2 separate regions of the Zea mays genome follow, and region 1 is linked to region 2. A link is a contact called in public Hi-C data. All regions are on one chromosome and are shown on one strand. Each heading gives the region's core, a stretch centred on a gene start, on an enhancer-like site or on the middle of the called end of the contact. The rest is flanking DNA. Distances are from core to core; before and after follow the strand shown. Region 1 has its middle 52 kb from the start of LOC118476237. Region 2 holds the start of LOC118476237.

What was found. A called contact is a pair of places that touch in the nucleus more often than the background predicts.
Region 1: a contact with region 2 is called in a Hi-C map of tassel, with 2.6 times the contacts expected there. The contact joins the enhancer-like site here to the promoter of LOC118476237 in region 2. A contact is called at or near these places in 4 of 25 Hi-C or Micro-C datasets (bundle sheath, ear, leaf and 1 more).

The regions. Positions count from the first base shown.
Region 1 is chr2:63,085,585-63,090,880 of Zm-B73-REFERENCE-NAM-5.0, reverse strand. No RefSeq gene overlaps it. Among protein-coding and RNA genes, the nearest start is that of LOC118476237, 52 kb to the right of the region's middle. Within about 2 kb of position 1,705, at least 19 of the 20 cell types and tissues checked have an H3K27ac peak or open chromatin away from gene starts, as enhancers often do. A contact at or near this core is called in bundle sheath, ear, leaf and 1 more, where this site is marked.
Region 2 is chr2:63,032,469-63,037,519 of Zm-B73-REFERENCE-NAM-5.0, reverse strand. LOC118476237 reads left to right here and starts at 1,683. Exons shown (of 3, transcript XM_035965062.1): 1 at 1,683-2,168; 2 at 2,307-2,331. The coding sequence starts at 1,683.

The sequences.
Region 1 (5,296 bases), core at 456-2,955, 53 kb before region 2:
AGTCTCTGTTTAGAAGCACCTAGTTTTTAATAAACTGGTTTATAGAAATTGAGGTCATTCGAATATACCAGTTTATGACATAGTTTATATAAATTATATTTTTGGTTTCTTAAAAACTAAGAAACTGATTTATCCTAGCTAAAAAGATAAAAACCGATTCTTAAAAATTGGGTTGCTTCCGAATAGAACTTAAATCACATGGTTTTTAGTTAGGCATACTTAATATCAATGGGGAGAGAATGATATATATATATATATATATATATATATATATATATATATATATATATATATATATATATATATATATATATATATATATATATATATATATATATATATATATATATATATATATATATATATAGTAAATAACAAGAGTCAAGAGGTGATTTATTTCCTTGTATACTTTGGACAGTGGAAGTTGGAACGAGCAAAGTAAACAGCGGTGGTAAGCACAGTGTCCTCTTGTCTCCCACCCCCACGTTACTACAGCTGAGCAGAGCATCATCACCCATCTGACGTGACGACGGATCAGAAGGCGTCTTTTATTTGCATCAGAGTCACGATCAAATTCCAGCACCCGAATTATTACCACACGCGACCAGCAGGCCGTGCGCGTACGCAGCAGCACGTTGATGAATATAGCGCGCGCAGTCCGTGCATGGCTACCGGCACGGCCACACCCACACAGCCCTGGCCACCGGTCTGCGCGAGCACGTCCACGCAGAAAACGCCAACCCGGCCGGCACAGGGGTGCTGCCTGCCGCTGCGTTCAGTTGTCAGTCACCATGGTCCATGGCGCGCGCGCGCCTTCAGCCAGGGCAGGGCTACTGCACGTACGTACGTACATCTCTGCACGACTGCACCTGCGCTTACGTACGTACGTACGTACGCTTGTCGCAGCTTGTCCTCGCCAACATGAAGGCGCGCACCGGCCGGCCCGCCCGCCCGCCCGTTGGACCCCGCCGCGCGTGCCTGGGCAGTCGCCGCTGGTGTGTAGTGTCGGGAGGGCCGGCCAGCCAGCTGCGGCTGGTGTGGTGGAGCAGTGGAGCCCGCCGCACCTGCCCCACGAACGGGGCGACGCGCGCCCGCATGCGGCAGCACGGGGAGCTAGCTACAACGACACAGGCCGCTAGCCTAGCTCTCCGTCGTCGGTGTGCGGTCCGAACCTGCCCTGGCCCTCCCTCCATGCACGGACGCATCTGCCAGTACTGGGGCGGGGTCCGGGGTGCGTGGTCTGCTGCGATCACGCGCGAGATGTTTTTGACAAAGCCGCCCCCACCCATACACACGTAGGAGTAGTAGTAATAGCTGCGAATCGAATTGATTGAAGGAGTACGCCGGCGGTGACAATAATTGACACCCGCTGCCGGATCAACAATTGATCGCTGCTGCTCGATCTACGCGACAATCCATGCATGCATGCCACGTGCCCGTACATTTGCAGGCCGGGGCCCGGTCAGAGCGATCGCGATCTCTCCGGTAGTACTCCGTATAGTGTAGCTCGGAGCTCGCGCGGCTGTAGTTAGCTAGGATTGGAGCTGAGGGTTTACTACACAGCACACAATGGCGTACATGCGTCATGCGTGCTGGTCAGCCCGGCCTCGAAAAGCACATCAGTGAGCTCTACGGAGTACGGACCACTCTGAGACCCTGCCGTGCGTACACCCAACCCACCCACCAATGCTCTGGATTTGATCATCGTCGCAGGGCGCAGGCCATGCCGCGCAGGCGCAGTGCGCGTGCGTCCTGTCCATGGCATGCACGGATGCACCGCCACATGTTGATCGACGACGGTGCATGTGCATTAATTGGTGGCTTTTTGGCTTGCAGACTGGAGTACTCCTGTGAACACCAGCACCCTGCAAAGCCTGCGATAGCTTTACCGATGCCATCGATCGATGTGAAGCGAGCTGCCAGTGCCAGCCCTTCCCCATGCATACATGCAGCTGATGGATGGATGGATGGGTGACGACTGACGACTGAACGAATGACTGATGAAACCCCCACCCCACCTCTTGTTGGCTTCTGCATGCATTGGCAGATCGATCGCAGCAGCATATCTGCATATGCATATCTCGTTTGGTGGAGGCAGGCAGTAATGCTGGCTGGACTGCGCGCGACTACTATAGGCGTGGATGCCTTTCACTTTTGCGTGCAACCGCCGCGCAGCATGCAGGACAGGACTGACTGCATCGGGGAGGGAACAGTCAGAAAGGGCCCGGTACGGTCGGTCTCAGCCTTCTCTCAGGTCATCGATTCAACCGCATAGTATACACTTATGCACCGCTCCGTTCGTATACTTACATAGCTTAACATCTGTTCTAAAATCAAAAAAATAAAATGTAAGCACAATTATTCTTAGAAACAGAATCATCTTACTCTACCTGTTTTTCTCTCTCGCTCTCTGTCTCTACTTTCTCTCCTTTCAAAATACAATGGTTTTACACCTCTATTGATCGAGAGGTACACATGTGTGACTTCTCAATAATATATTACGTTTTCATCTATATTTTAGAAACACAATTATGTTAGGACTCTGAATGGATCTTTGTCTGGTGACAACGATTTCAAAACGCAACGATTATTTTTGGAGCCTCTCTGAGCGGATATCTCTATGTAGTTGCTCGGTCTGCAGAGCTCTCCTCCTCACTTCTAATAATGGCACATGCATGCATGAATAATGGATCTTGTCTGTCGCATGTAACGGAGTCAAACAATCTAGATTTTAAACAAATATATGTAACAGAATATTAAATGCTATGAGATGCAATAAGTGCCATATAAATTAATCGTACACTGTCTTTTTTTATAGAAGATTTAACTACATACCCAAATAAAAATGATATAAATTTAAGATTGTTTCACTCGAATAAGGCCTCCATGCATTTAACTAAAGATCTTTTTTGGTCCTAAAAAATGCAATATTTACATAGAAGAAACTATCACATAAAAAAAGAACACATGTACCTATATATACTCTTTTTTTAATCAATCTTCACATGTGTTAACGGGACAAAACCAAATGTTGGGGACTTGTTCTCAAATACTATGAATTAAGAACAAGGCAACACAAGATGTTAAATGTTAATACCCTTCGTCATTCGAAGCATTATTTCCCTTAGGATATAATGATCTTCAGACGAAGGCCATGAAAGACATACCTTCATCATCGCAGTATATGTTAAATAAAAGAAGAAGCATATGAAATATGGAATATGAAGTGAAATGTAGACAATTATATGTTGTTATCAATTCATTTCTGTATTATTATTATTAAAGAATAAAAACGACATCAAGTTACAGATGTACCTTCAGTTTGGAAGGAAGTAAAAGTACAAGCGTGACACAAAAAGCAAATGCCAAGTCAGCGTGAACAGTACGGGGGTACTGTTCACCTATTTATAGGCATGGAACACAACCCATATAAAATTACATCCATGCCCTTTACATTTGGTAGTAGTTCTATAGTAATCCACCGAGGTTTAAATAGCCTTTTCATCTTTAAGTCGGTTTCCTTTTCTGCAGTCACGCCGAAGCTTTCCTGCTCACTCCTTCGACGCTGTATCAACCTTCGTATTCTTTGAGCTTCTCCCACTGTGGTACCGATTCGGGTCCAAAGATACCTGTTCACACATTATACTCCAGAAACGCTGTTAAATCCTGTTTTTGAGGACCTTCGGAGCCGAAGGCCCCCAACAGTAGCCCCTCGCAATGTTAATTTGTTAAATCGATAAATTCAGATTGCGACATGGACGAAGGCTTTAAGCCGAAGGTCCGCAAAAACACCTTCCCTTTGCTAGAATAGCAACATTCACTGACAGGCGGGGGCTTTCAATCTTTCACGCACTGGGCGTATAAATAAGAGCATACTGCGAGCTCATTTGGCACGCTCTCTTGCCAGCTGTTCTCGCTCACTCAATTTTTAGCTCTTGCGTACCAAGATTTGCTTAGCTTTTTAAGTTTTTAAGCTTCGGAGCTGAAAACAGTTTTTTAGTGTCTCCGAAGATGTCTGAAGATAAGAAGGCTGCTGCTGAGATGAAGCTGAGTCTCGATGAAGAGAAGAATCTGGGGTTTCTTATAGCAATGTCGAAGACCAATACAGAAAAAATCACCAAAGAAATTTTAGAAGGTTTGTCTGAAGATACTGATGACAGCGACAGTTATGATGTGGATAGTGGTGGTGAAGACTCCGAAGATCGCCCCTGGCGACCAAGCCATTCAGTTTTTGGCAAGTCAGGTATCAAAGAAAATCATCTTGTCAACATGAGGGGAAGGTACTTCCGGGATTTATCCGTTGTGAGGGCTGACGAAGGAGAAAAAACTTGTCCGACCCCTGAGGAAAGTGAAGTTGTAGTGTTCCGAAGCTTTTTGAAAGCTGGACTACGATTTCCCCTGAGCAGCTTTGTCGTAGAAGTGCTGAAAATATTTGAAGTCTATCTTCATCAACTTACCCCCGAAGCAATTATAAGGCTAAATATCTTCGTGTGGGCCGCGAGAAGCCAGGGTCTGGAACCTGATGCGAAAAGTTTCTGCAACATACACGAATTATCATACGAGACAAAACCCTGGGGTAAGGAACAGTATCACAATAATTTTGGCTGCTACAGTTTCGTTTCTCGGTCTGGGTCAAGCTGCCCCGTGCCAACGTTTCGGAAGAGATGGCCCGGCGACTGGACGACAGAATGGTTTTATGTGAAGAATGACCTGAAAGCACGGGAAGACATTAAAGGTATAATTATGCGCCCTATTTGGCAAAGTTTCGGCCTGCGAAGGCCGAAGGTTGAGATGAATGAAGCCGCCGAAGAATGCCAGAGAGCCTTCGGAGTTATTTGTTCTTTTATTGGAACAAGAGATTTGGTCCAAGAGCATATTGCCTTCAGAGTATGGCCGCTCGCGGAAAAATGGGAAATGCCACAAGAGACCATAAAAGAGGCTGACGAAGGTGGACTTATCAGGCTGAAGTATACTTTCAAGTTCGGAGATAAATTCATTGAGCCAGATGATGACTGGCTAAAAAGCATTGAAAATTTAAGTGATGAACTACTTGGGGCTTACTCGAAGGCCGAAGATACTGCACTGTCAGCAGCCTTCGGAGGCCGAAAAAAGAAAAGACTGAACCGAGTGTTTGACGCAATCGGGTTCGTCTACCCTGACTATCGATATCCCATCCGAGGGCAAAAAAGAAAAAACACAACCTCTGCAAAAGAAGAAACTGCAGCTGCTCCTAGTGAACCAGCACCGGAAAGAAAAAAGATAAATGTCCTCACACATCGGCCACGCTATATTGAAC
Region 2 (5,051 bases), core at 434-2,933:
AAGCTAATAACGACTGGTAACTACTGGCACTGCAAATAAAGTTCAATATAAGATGCATGCCTAACCCATCTGACCATGGCATGTCCATACCTCATTTATCGTTTTGTTCAGTAGTTGCCTGTCCTCTCTCCGCTGGCAGAACCAGCCATTTTTTTTTGTTAAGGGGACACAATTATCATGACACTTCTAAGTGGTGTGTGTAAAATAAAAAAATCATACTCACTCCGGCTTCCAATTTATAATGCGTTTGACATTTTACGCCAAGTTTGACAGTTCATTTTATTTTAAAAAATGCAATAGTAATAATATTTTTTACCGTGCTATCGTTTAGCATATAATATATTTTAAATGTTACTTTAAAATTTCCATTTTTCGCAAAAAAAAAGACGAGCCATTCAAATTTAGTAAAAAAAACTTCAAATGAATTATAAATTGGATAGAAATAGTAATATGAGGATAAAAATAGATATATTGATATTTTGATGTGCAGTAAATTAAAAAAAATCTAGGTATTATAAAAAGTTTTTCATGTGTTTGTGGTGGTGCTGGAGTGGGGCGGGCACGTCGCTGATGGTCTCTGGTTCTGCCACTTGTCTTCTCTCCGCCCATGGGAAACCATATCTATATGTGGCAATTACTATAGGCGTACTACTAATTTTAATTACTTTCATAGCAAAAAATGTCACTATAGGTTGAGGTAAAAACGGTCGGAAACGGTTGGTAAATACTAAAACTATTTACATTTTCATTTTTTTCATGGAAACAAAATCGAAAATGATAACTCTGGAAACGGAAACGACATCGGTAATTTATAAACATCAGAAACGAAAGCTTAGGATGGAAAACACATCGGTTATGGCCAGAATATAAAATACACCAGTAAAAATCGTGATATGTACCCTCAATTGACTTCTAAAATTCACACAAGTCGTACGTCCACATAAAATTAGTAATAATATATAAGTGTTCATAAATTCATGAAGATTAAATCATATCTCACAAAACATTAAAGCAATATCTCACAAATACAAAAGACAAGCACCGTGCCCACATACATATAGTTAGAAAGTCAACATAATTGGTATCATCCTAGCCCTTCAGGCTCTCGTGCAAATTATGAATATATGTATCAAGAGTAATAATTGAAAATAAAACTATAAATAAGATTTATAAAAGTTTCAAACAACTCTAAACTATATACCATTATATAGATCTTGATTTTAGGAAAATAATAAAATTGGTCTCATATTTTTCTAAGTTAATACAAGTTTATTATGGATTTACAAAGGTCAGTTTAGATTTAATATTTTTCTGAGAAATTAACGAACAAATTACCAAATTTGTTACTGACGGTAAAATACCGAATAAATAGTGTGATTTCCAGAAAAGGTCGGAAGAGACCCAAACCATTTTCGTTTCCGAATTTTTTCTACCAATTTTTTTCCCATATTTTTAATAATTGTTTTCATTTCCATTTAGACCTGAATTTTGGTAAAAAATTGAAAATGACTCATGGTAATCGAAATTTATCATTTTTGTTTTCACCCCTAACTGTATCGGTATCTTGTCTTAATTAGAATAAAAATCAGAACTAGAAAAGTAAATTGTAATCACTACAGGAAAACCGAGAAAAGCGTCGGTTCTATTAGTCTATCGGGATCGACGTTCTAAAGATATTAAGTATGTCAGTTAGAGTGTCAGCTGTTCTTAAGTTTTGGACTAGGTCGGGCGTGCGCTCGGTTCTTCGTCTTTGCTCGCTCGTTTCTAACTTAGCCTGTCGCCACCAAGTCGATCGTCGCGCCACCGTGCACAGCGCTGCCAGCACGCCTGTCGTTCTCCTCCTTGTGTCGTACTCCTCCCTTCACTCGTTTCTAATCCATACCACCGGTGCCAAGCATGTCGGGAGCGCCACCGTGCATAGCGCTGCCAGCACGCCTGTTGTTCTCCTCCCTGTGTCGTACTCCTCCCTTCACTCATTTCTAATTCATACCATCGGCACCAAGCATGTCGGGAGCGCCACCGTGCTCCACCCAGTGCCGCTGTGGTCCTTTGCAGGCTTCTCGAGATGGTGTCAGCCTTCGGTTGTTAAAGTTTGTATCAAGAGGCATAAAGGTTCAAATCCATATCACCAGGAGATTCTGTGCGGCGAGAATGCGGCAGAAAAGTTGGTAAGTATAAATATTGGCTTTAAATGTATTTTTTATTTCAATTGAAATTAATGTTTTGTTGGGTCGCTTATTGAAATGTTGCAATATAAATGTGTACATGACGTGGACTGGATGACAATACTGCGACTGCTTATGAAGCTGGTGAAGGTGTGCCACATGGGAGGTATGCTAACTTGTGTTGCAATTTTATTTCAGTAATTATGATTCTATTTAGGGTGTATATTATAATGTTGTACGTAGGTTTTCTATCGGCGACCGGGTTGTGGATCGTCGAAGTTATAGTATGCATCCATTCATAATAAATATATATTCATCTACATCAAATACATTCACAAACACATATATCCACCCACATCAAATACATTAGTACCAATACAACATCACACAAATCATCTACATCGTATCTATCCATTACATAAATCATCCACATCATATGAGTCGTAAAGTATCAATAGTTATTCAAGGAATAACCATTTTAAACAATAGAATAAGTACAAATATCCATACATCAAATTAGTCTGAACTTGGAATCATCAGTTGGTTAGAGTTCTCACCGCTACCTAGAGTGTAGTTGAACAACTAGTTGACAAATAAGTTAGACCCTTGGCATTAGCGTCTCCAGGTGCGGGTAATTATGGTGAAGTCTAAAAACTCTATTGTTTATAATTAGTTAGAATTGAGTTACATCAACTAGGGATAGATGTGGTTCACCTAAACTGACTAAATTTGGTTGAATTTGAGCTAGATTGACTAAATTTCGCTAAAATCACTAAGTTTCGCTACAATTGAACTATAATGATTATTTTCCTAGATTTGAGCTAAGTTAGCTAATTTTGCTAAATTAACAAATTTAGATAGAATTGAGCCAAGTGGGTTTCTCCTATAGTTAAGCTTAATTGTCTATTTTATTATAATTAAGCTAAATTTTCTAAAGGTATGATTACCTAAGGTCGAAGCATCGGTGGAGGACCCCATTACAAAAGTGACACCAGTGGCGATATTTTGGAACACATGGAAAGTGATGTTTATCGTGATATGTTGCAATGCATCCAACGAACAAAATAGATTAAACGTCATTAGTTATGCTAAAAGCTAAAAATTCTAATAGAAGATCAATTGAACTTACTTGAAACATGGTCTGCTTCTTTGCTATGTAGTTGGAAAAATAGTCGTCATGTTGTTGGTCATAGTCCTAATGCTACCAATCATATTCGTGATATTGCGCATCTCCTGTCCATCACATAGCCTCATTGCTTCTTGAATATGAAGCAACTCCTCTTGTGCGTTGCTTCATCGAGAACTAGCTCCACAACTCTATGATGAGGGCACTCCCTTCTAAGCTCTGACATGCTTGGAGTTATTCACTCTATTTGACATGTAGTACCTACAACACAAGCAATTTAGAATATCAATTTCGTACTTGCATTATAGAATTTGTGAAATTATAGTACTATACCTTTCGTGGCTCTTTCGACCCGCTCTGGCATGCACGATAGAAGGACCAACTAGTAGCACTCGCCAATTACAATCCTCTTCCAAATCATTGACCATTTCTTGTCCATATTAAAAAACCAAGCAAGGTAACTATAAAATTTGATACAATAAATACAAAGTATAGACAACTCACCAGACATCTAGTGCACAACTATTCTAGATTTGAAAAGTATGTTCCATGATGTCCATCAATATAAACCTCGATGAAGCTCAATGCTACTCTGGTGGCAACTTCCTATATAGACAAGTTATATGTTGTAGTCATTAGAAATATATGATGTAATACAACTTACCATGCAGTTAGCCTTGCAGATATGACTATCGGTGCCATAAGTTTGCTTAGGATCATTACCATGGTTCCTTCTATGCTTTTCAGACATATCGTATAACTCTTGCGAAGCTCCACAAGTTATGATCCCCGTAGAGTGCATGGTTAAGGTCCATATTTAAACACTACAAGTTTTGAGTCGGTAGGGTTTAACTTTGAGGCATTTACAAAGATCCACTAAACAACATGTCCATTATTGGTTATTCCAGCTGCATAAACTACTCCTCAAAAGTGTTGACTAACAAAATAGCAAATAAAACATTACATCCTTAGCAAGGATGGGGTCAATACCCTAAGCCCCTCATATGACATGATGGTGAATTATACTACACTCTAGTTTCTATAATTAGTCAACCAAGCATGACCCGGACCATCCTTTTCTGTTGCATTGTTTATCCTAGACTGGTCACTCAATGAGACATCTTAATGATGAGGTAGTTTTACAAGAGACGGAAAACATATTGAAGCCCCAAGTTCATTGTCACACCCAGATTTTAGAACAAATCTATACGCATATTATATGTGCGTTAGGATCAAATTTCACACATATAATGACTCGGTGTATAGAAACCATTATCACAAACTTCATTATATAGTTATAATGTCTTTACAAAAATAACTAAATAAAATAAACTACATGAGTATAAAAACGATGGTGACGATCCCTCTAAAGAGCCAAAGGCAGGTTGACCGGAGCAACAACAACCAAAATCTCATCAAAATCTTCGTAGTAATCCACATCTTGGTGACCTAATTTTAAGAAACAAATTAAACAAGGGTGAGTATGCTTATGGTTGGTACTCAATAAGTGTGTAGGAAAAAGTATCGTGTAAAGCTTACCAAGGATATGGCTGACGCTGAGCATTCAACATTTTAATTTAGTTGGTCAAAATTTTATTAGCAGTTTCTAAGTATAAGTTTATACCATCCTAATTAAATAAAAGATCATAAATGAAATACCAACAATAAAATGCATGTCTAGTTTATTTTAATTCCATAATTTTATCATGTGAGGGTCTGAGCCACTCTTAACCGTGAGCATGACTAATATATCATTTTAC